Regions from separate parts of the Mus musculus genome. Here region 1 is linked to region 2. The links are chromatin contacts, called in public Micro-C maps. All regions are on one chromosome and are shown on one strand. The core of a region is the stretch at or near the end of the contact, and the rest is flanking DNA. Distances in the headings are between cores, read along the strand shown.

The links. Hi-C and Micro-C count contacts between places; a contact is called where the count stands out from the background.
Region 1: a Micro-C map of trophoblast stem cells shows a contact between it and region 2, with 3 times the contacts expected there. The contact joins the enhancer-like site here to the promoter of Stau2 in region 2. A contact is called at or near these places in 2 of 15 datasets of contacts at CTCF or cohesin (CD8 T cells and the NIH/3T3 cell line), 7 of 484 Hi-C or Micro-C datasets (B cells, LSK cells, cerebral cortex and 3 more), 2 of 115 datasets of contacts at active chromatin or transcription factors (CD8 T cells and embryonic stem cells) and 3 of 9 other capture datasets (adipose tissue, liver and pancreatic islet).

Annotation. Positions count from the first base shown.
Region 1 is chr1:16,551,465-16,555,922 of GRCm38.p6, reverse strand. It overlaps a transcript of Ube2w not described here. Among named protein-coding and RNA genes, the nearest start is that of Stau2, 34 kb to the right of the region's middle. Within about 2 kb of position 2,597, at least 3 of the 459 cell types and tissues checked have an H3K27ac peak or open chromatin away from gene starts, as enhancers often do. A contact at or near this core is called in trophoblast stem cells, where this site is marked.
Region 2 is chr1:16,517,510-16,521,787 of GRCm38.p6, reverse strand. Stau2 (staufen double-stranded RNA binding protein 2) reads left to right here and starts at 2,486. Exons shown (of 14, transcript NM_025303.3): 1 at 2,486-2,615.

The DNA.
Region 1 (4,458 bases), core at 1,348-3,847, 34 kb before region 2:
CATGTTGAGACAACAGCCTGGAGGCAGAACTATGAATCATGTGGGCTTTTTAAATCTCTAAGTCCATCCTCCCAAAAGGCCACACCTCCTAATCCTTCCCAAACAATTCTACCAACTATGGAGGAAGCATTCAAATGTATGAGTCTATGGGAGCCATTCTCATTCAAAGTCCACAATTACCTTGATTCCAAATCAGATGCAGACATGACAGAGAGCAGCAGGAGGAAGAGAAAATTAGAGACTCATTTCTTTGATGATGAACATACTTGTAAAATTCTCCATAAAGTTCTCTCAAACCAGGTTCAAGAACACTTTAATAAGGTCATACATTGGGCCGGAGAGTGGCTCAATGAGAAAGAGCACTTGTTGCTTTTGCAGCGGACCTGGATTCAATTCTCAGTACCTCAGTTCCAGGAGACTAAGTTTCCGTGAAACTCTTTGCCTCAGGACTGCATCCAGGCTTTGGCCTGTCATGCATGTCACTACTGGAGTGTTTTTTAACATAAGAAGAGCCTTTACCACAGTTCAAAACAGTCGGAGAGCTCAGTAATTACCTGGCTTAGTTCTGATTGCACATTTAGTTAGAACATCCCTTTCTTCCTTTGAGAAGTGAGAACATTTTATAGTTTAGTTGCTTTCTTTTCTCATTTTCATTCTCAGTATAGTTTTTTAAACCAATGTTTACGTTAGAAAGCTCTCCTAAGTTTTTCTGAATTTGGATTTCTTTGGCTTTGACTTAGCCAGTACCATCTCTATTTCTGGGCTGCTTCTTCCCAAACCTTCTAGATCCGAGCTAAAAAGCACACAGTACAGATAAGAAAACAGTCTCTGAGGCTGGAGAGATGGTTCAGTGGTTAAAAAGCACAGACTGCTCTTCCAGAGGACCTGAGTTCAATTCCCAGCAACCACATGGTGACTCACAACCATCTGTAATGGGATCTGATGCCCTCTTTTGTGTCTGAAGACAGCTACAGTGTATTCATATAAATAAAATAAATTTAAAAAAAACCAGACTACATTCCTACTCAAGGGTAAAGTCAGTGGGTCACAGCGCTCACTAACACTGATTTAATTCCAGTCCTGAACTTGCAAGGCTTGCATGACTCATGACAGTCTTTAGAGGCAAGTCAATTTCTACCAAAGCAATGATGTGTATTACTGAGAGCAGCAAGCATAGAAAAGACTGTACTTAACTCTTCTTTCTCTCCCCTCTCTCCACTGCACACTTGCATATCATAGTGGCTCCCACTGTGAGTGGACCTCTGGGTGTTTCTACCCAAACATGTTTCACAGTGGCAGGTCTGTTCCTCCCCTCACAGCTTTTAGCTGTGTCCACTGCTCCCCTCCCCTCCCCTCCCCTCCCCTCCCCTCCCCTCCCCTCCCCTCCCCTCCCCTCCCCTCCCCTCCCCTCCCCTCCTCTCCTCTCCTCTCTTCTCTTCTCTTCTCTTCTCTTCTCTTCTCTTCTCTTCTCTTCTCTTCTCTTCTCTTCTTTTTTGAAACAGGGTTTCTTTGTGTAGTCCTGGCTGTCCTGGAACTCACTCTGTAAACCAGGCTGGCCTTGAAATCAGAGATCCACCTACCTCTGCCTTTTGAGTGCTGGGATTAAAGATGTGCTCTTCCACCATCCAGCTCTACATCCAAGTATTTTTAAAACTAAGAAATTGCTAAGCTGAATAGATAACTCAATGGCTAGAGCACTTGCTGGTCTTGTAGAGACAGGTTTGGTTACCACCACCCATGTGGTGGGTAACAACTGCTGGTAACTCTAGTTCTAGAGCATCTGACGCCCTCTTCTGGCCTCCACTGGCACTGCACACATGTGATGCACAGATATACATGCAGACAAAATGGCTACACATGAAATGAATAAATATGAAAGACCCTGAGAGGAGCCCCTCGCTCAGGCCTCGGGATAATAGCGGACCCCCAAGAACTCACAAGAGACCAAGCTTGATGCAAACCACTGCCACGCACACTCCAGTAGTGACATGCATGACAGGCCAAAGCCTGGATGCAGTCCTGAGGCAAAGAGTTTCACGGAAACTTAGTCTCCTGGAACTGTGGCATTCCATAGCACGTATGCTCCAATTTTGTCCTTGTGAATGGATCTGTGTGCTTCCTTTCAGTATTGTTTTGTTATAGGTGCCTCCAAGCAATGACTTGCCAAATACCTAAGAAAAATCGAACTCTGCTTCCTGGCCTTCACCAATGCCCTAGGTAAACCTTGAGCAGATCCTGGGCTTGGAATTCAGTAAGAATGTTGCCTATTCAGTGACATCCAGAATTGCCTCTAGTATTGTAAGAGAGATAGTGAAAGAAATCAGGCTTTACTCTCTACTACATAGAGTTAGAAATCTCAAGGCAAGCTTAGCAAAGTAAGTTTAGAATTCTTATTATAGTTATGTATGGCAGACTACATTACTTATTAGTAGAAAGTCCTCCAACACTATCACTTAGAATAAAAGCCAAGTCGCTTTCATATACAGGAATTTACAATGGTTTAGGAAGTAGATCAGGCTGTGGTTTTAGAGTATTGCATTATTCATGAGATGGTTAGCTAGATCAGAACTCCCTAATCAGAACCATGACTTGGGTGTGAAAGCCCTTGCCCTAGGAGTGTAAAACCTCACACCTGGCTTCTAAGACTATAGCTGACCTTAGATAGGGCTGACTTTGTCTCAGTTGTTTTATTGCCCAGTTGTTGCCAGTCTTTGTGTTTACATTCCTCTGTTTTTTGTAAGAGTCATTAAATATCTGGTAACCTCATTTGTACCTTGCCGATGTGTCACCTAACTTCCCTATTTTCTTCTGTATAAAAAGTTTGATGCTCAATTTGACATTACATTCAGATTCTACACAATCTTGCATGTTGGTCTGTCTGTCATTCGCCAACTCTTTGCCCACCTGTGACCAGAGACCCATTCCACGCAGACAAAGGGACCCAGAAGGTCTGCGGCAAACCACATGAGGCTCTATTCGGGAAAAGCCAGAGCTCTGGAGACGACTCATATCCCACGCAGGGGTAGAGGAGTCGACCTCGAGGGGAAAGAGGTCCCAGTTTTTATAGGCCCTCAGGGGGGAAAGAAGAAGGGGGAAGTAGGGGATTTCCAGATCTAAACCATGTCTATTCTCAAGAAATGGGTATGGGAGGGGTACAAGGAAAGAGTCTGGTGCAGGTGTAGCAACTCAGGATTGGCCGGGCTGTGGTTGCTGGGGAGATTTTCTGACTCTTTCTCAGCAACCAATATCACAAACACCTGGCAATGGGCTTCATCAGTGGGCACACACATGGGTTCAATAACGGTCAAAACATTGGCAGACACATGGGTTCAAGGAGTGGCCAGAGCATTGTGCACGTCTATTTTTCTAAATCAGTGAAGCTACTTCTACTAACAATGAAATCTATTTTGCCAATTTCAGGGCTTCTGTGACCTTTTACATTCTGTCAGGATCTTTCAAATAAATTCATCATTTTTTTTTTGAAAATTGGGATACTGGACTGGGGCTCAGTATGTGCACTCTTTGCCAAACCTAGTTATCTGAGTTCTACTCCAGAATTCATGTAGTGAGAAGAGAGAACTGAGATTCCTGAAAGTTCTTTTCTGACTTCCACATGTGTTCTGTGTGTGTACCCATGAACACACAGAGCACATGAAATGTGATTTTTAAAATGTTTAAACTGAGATATTGACATATCTCATGAACCATACATGTCAGCCTTTAAAGTGGCTTTGCTTTGTTGTATAGACTCTCCTCCCATGCCAAGCATTTTCTTCTCTTCCATAAGTCCCTCATACACATGCGCAGCCTCTGCACATCTCCACAGTGGATTCACTTGCTGGTCACTTTGCTGGGGAGTCCTGAGCTCTTTACATATCCCAGCCACTAGATCTCCTTAGATACAAGATTTGAACATATTTTCTACCATTCTGTGGGTTGTCTCGACTTCAAAAAAAAAAAAAAAAAAAAAAAAAGCTCAAGTCTGTGAATTACCTGCTTGCTTGCCTGCCTGTATGTCTGCCACGTGTGTGCAGTGCCCGCAGAGGCTCCCTGGCACTGCAGTTATAGGGACTGGAAAGCATCACATGGGTGCTGGTCACCAAGCCCTCGTCTTCTGAAAAGGCAGCCAGCATCTTAGCCTCAGGACCATCTTTTTGCCACTTCTTTTTGACAGTATTCTTTCAAAGCACAAATTTAATTTTTTTTTACAAATCAAATCCAATATCTGTTTGTTTGTTTGTTTTATTTTTTGCAGGTCAAATTCAGAAAATGGTTGACTGATCCAAAGTCATTAAGATTTATACCAAAAGCTAGGCACGGTGCCACCTGCCTTTAATCCCGATACTTGTGAAGTACAGGTAGACAGATCTCTGAGTTCAAGGCCAACCTGGTCTACAAAGAGAGGACAGCCAAGGCTCAAAAAATAAAAATTATTTAAAAAGTTAAGAAAAAGAAAAA
Region 2 (4,278 bases), core at 1,237-3,736:
TATGGAGTGCAGCTGGATCAAGGTGTAGCTAGTCCTGATAGATGCAGTCTCTGCATGGGGGTGAGTAGTGTTCAGGACATAAATATGAGAGGGGACTTGGGGGAACAATGGTGGACATTTTTCGTATACACTATCAGTATATACCCATGGATCAGAGGAAGGCTTTGACATTTCTCTGAGCCTCATCCTTTGGGGAGGGGGGTCACCGTTTCCCATGGGTCTGAGCCTGGGGTCCTTGGTGTGGCTGTGTCAATTCAGCTGCACACAGTTATTGGTTTTCCTCCACTCCCTACACAAAAGTAATTTCATGTACTGACTTAGTTATGTTGATCAGTTGAAAGTACAGATTCAAGCTTTAAAAAAACTCCTTTAAAAAACAAACAAACAAACAAGCAAACAAACAAACCCTAGTCTGATTGGGGTTTAAAGTATGTTAGGAGAGAAAGTTACAGCAGAGATAAAGTTTTCAGTTAACTTCAACAATCGGAATCTAAGAAAATACACTTTGTGACCACTTCAGAGTCACTTCCAAGTATATAAAGACATCAATTTATTTCAAAACCACTTAGTGTCCACCCACTTGCTGTTGAATGCGGGGACCACAGAGATGAATGAGATGGAGCCAGCCCCACAACAATGCAGTGTTTGGCAGAAGAAGACAGGCGAGAAAACAAACAATATAATAGACTTGCAATGTCACAGAAGAGGGCATCAAGAGAAGAGTGTGGTCTGCTGGAAGGAATTAGCTTCCCCAGGAGGTATTTTCTGACAGCTTTTTTTTTTACATTTTTTCATAATCTGTTCATTGAGTGAAGAGAGAATAGATTGAAGGCAGAGCGAACGAACTTGTGGAAAGAACAGCCATGGAAGGCTTGTTTCCCTGATGTGAAGGGCCTGTAGTCGTTTGTATCACTGAACACCTGAATGAGGCCCAAGTAGCTAGAAACCATTAATTAAGGGGTGGTCCCCATTTAAGAAGGAATCCACATATTTGAGAAAACTAGTGGAAGTGAAAAGTGAGAAAGGCACACGGGAAACATGAGAGACAAACGAAGTGCTTGCCTACACTGTATCACCGGAAACTACGATGTCAGGCTCTAGCTAGAGAGCTTTACAGGTATCTCGCCTATACATACAGTATCACGTTTTTGTCTCTTTAAAAATTGTAAATCAGTGTATAAGGTAATAGATCCACAAATACTGCCTCATTTGTAGAGTTGGTTTTAAAATATGACTGAAATCACAGGGCTCACAGACATATCCCAGGCAGACAAGCCATACCAAGGAAACCCCAGGAAGAATAATGCCAGTCAGAATACACTAATAGTTCTATTTCTAGACTTCTTTTTCATATGATTTTTGGTGCCACTTATTTAAAATCCATTGGTCTTAACTAGGCTGACGTTATCTGGCCATACCTAACCCATATCTAAACCAGGACAAAAGAACAAGTAATTTGAGTTTTTTAGCACTCTTCAAAAACCAAGGATCTAGGACAGTGTTTTAAGACGATCCTCATTTTTGGCTCTAAAGATTTTTTTTTTTTTGGTACGGGCACACAACTTTAATATATTTATTATTCATTTTTTCCTGATGAATGATGTGGGCCGTGGAGCAGGTGATGGGGGCTCGCTTGCGCTGCTTGCTACCCTCCTCCCCTTTCTTCCTCCTCCAGTCTAGAAAGGTGCAGGATCCGCCGAATCCTACGTCGCACCGCAGTGGAACGGACGCGGGATGGTCGCGCGTCCCCAGCTAGGCAGAGGCGGGCAGTCAGCGAGCCGGGAAAGGTAGGAGCAGAGCGTCGGGGACAGGCTGCTAGAGAGCCCAGGGGCAGCGGGTGCGGGAGAGGCTGAGCCGCCGGTGCTGGAGCACCTTCGCAGTTGCGGGCCGGGCGCCCTCAGCGTGCTCCTGCAGCAGCTCCCGGGACGGGCCCCGGCGCGGCCCGAGACCCCAGGCCTAAGCCCCGCAGCGCCCCGGGATGCGGGGGTCCCAGAAGCCGCCAGGGGGCGGGAACGGCGCGGCGAACAATGGCCGCTCGACCGCGAAGGGAGGCGGGGAGAGGTGGAGAGAGAGAGAGAGAGAGAGAGAGAGAGAGAGAGAGAGAGAGAGAGAGAGAGAGAGAGAGAGAGAGAGAGAGAGAGAGAGAGAGAGAGAGAGAGAGAGAGAGAGAGAGACAGAGAGACAGAGAGAGACACAGAGACACAGAGACACAGAGACACAGAGAGAGAGACAGAGACACAGAGAGAGAGACAGACAGACAGAGAGACACAGAGAGAGGAGAGAGAGAGACAGAGAAAGAGAGGGGGGAGAGACACAGAGAGAGAGAGACAGACAGAGAGAGGAGAGAGACAGAGAAAGAAAGGGGAGAGAGACAGAGAGACAGAGCGAGCTGGAGAGAGAGAGCGCGAGAGAGAGCTGGCGCGGGGGCGCGCGGCGTGGCGCGGGCGCGGCGGCGCAGGCGGGGGCGCGCGGCGCGGGCCCGGGAGGGCGCGGCGGGAGCGCAGGGCGGCAGGCGGAGGCGGGGGGCGGGAGCCGAGGAGGGAGCAGGCGGCGTCGGCGGAGCTCTGGAGCGCTCGCCCATGTGGAGCCGTCTGCCGGGCGTCCGTGGCCCGCAGGTAAATCCTGGTGCGAGCGGCGCCGCCAGGCCTGACTTCCGCCGGCGGGTTCCGAGGCAGAGCGCCGGGAGCCAGCAGGGCCGTCTCTCGCGGCCTCGCTCCCGCGCCGCCCTCGGCCGCCCTGGGGGAGGGGAGGGGGGGCGTGTGCCGCGGCGAGCCGTACAGGTGTCCGCAGGGGCAGGGCGGGGCGGGGGCGCCGGGCGCGACGGCGGGGGGCGCGGAGGTCACCCGGGCCTTGCAGGGGCGTGGGGGCGGCGGGGCCGGGGCGATGGCGGTGGCTATTTCTGTATAATGGGCAAGTGGCGAAGACGTAACTCGCCGAAATGGGGAAGGGAGGTGGGGCAGAGGGGACAAAATATAGCCCTATGACAGGCAAGTTCCGCCGAGCCTCCTGCGAACTAGGACCGTGACGGCTCGGCTTAAAGGAGTAGTTGGAGGTAGTGACCTTGCCCGGGCGTGGGGAGTTGGGTGAAACACAAAGCTTGGCCGCAGAATCTACCGTGAGGACCGGGTCTCTGTAGGGTGGGGGACCGGGCAGAGTGACGGGCCAGTTTCGCAGAGGCAGTCAAGGCGATTGAACTAGGAGACCTGGGTAGGGGGTGGGAATGGGAGTCTGGTTGGGCGCGTGCGCTGAGGGGTGGGGGTGGGGGCCAAGTCTGGAAGTCCTTGCAATTATTTAGGTACAACATTTTGCAGTATGAGCAGATTTCATTATTATCTCCTATTTCCCCCCCCCCCCGCCACAAAAAAGCTTAGAAGTACTTGAGTGGAGATGGACCATCCAATAGGTATGAATGCACTAAGCAATTTAAAAGGGACCAAATCTCACAGAAATCGTACAGATGATCCTTAAATGTATTACAGTAACCAAAAATCTGTTATCCAGTGTTAGGGAACTTTCTTAATACAAATAGAACTTGGATTCTGATGTATTCTTGTGTTTTCTGAGGGCTAACACTTGAAATAGAGAAGGTGTTGGGCAGGCAAAAAGATAGTAACACTGTCAAATGTTCAGTAGAATGTTTCTTCCCCATCCTTTCTAAGTCGATTCAACTTACTGTCATGAATAGAACTATAGAGGAAAGGCACAAGTCAAGAAAAAAGAAAAAACTAAGACCTGACTATTTTTTTTTAACAAAGCAGGTCTTTGTGTCTTATTTTACTGAAAAACCTAAATATCATATGATTGTGGATCTGTTGCAGGCCTGTATTAAGTGTGCATATCTGTAATGCCCAACTGCATGCATGGTTTATGTGGCCACTGTCAGTGTTGGGCACCTGTCTCAAGGTATGGCATGGCAGTAGTTTATGAAATCTACTCCAAAGTGATGTCTAGTTGTGATTTGTTGCTCATGTGTAGTATATTCACAAATTACTGTGTTTCCTTAAGAAACAGTGTTTTGTATTCAAGTAGGTAAATTTCTAGTAGCATATATTTTTTAACTTCCCGTTGGATACAATTTCAGCTTTCAGTAAAGTCAGAATAAGAACAATACAAAGAACAGTCTATTCCTCTACCCAGATTCACCTGTTATCATGATGCCCATTTATCATTTACTCAGCCACACACACAGACCCCCTGTGCTGTTTGTGGGTAAGACAGATATGTTATAGCCCTTTGCTTCTGGATACTTCAGCATGGAAAAGGTTGAAGTTTGTATTT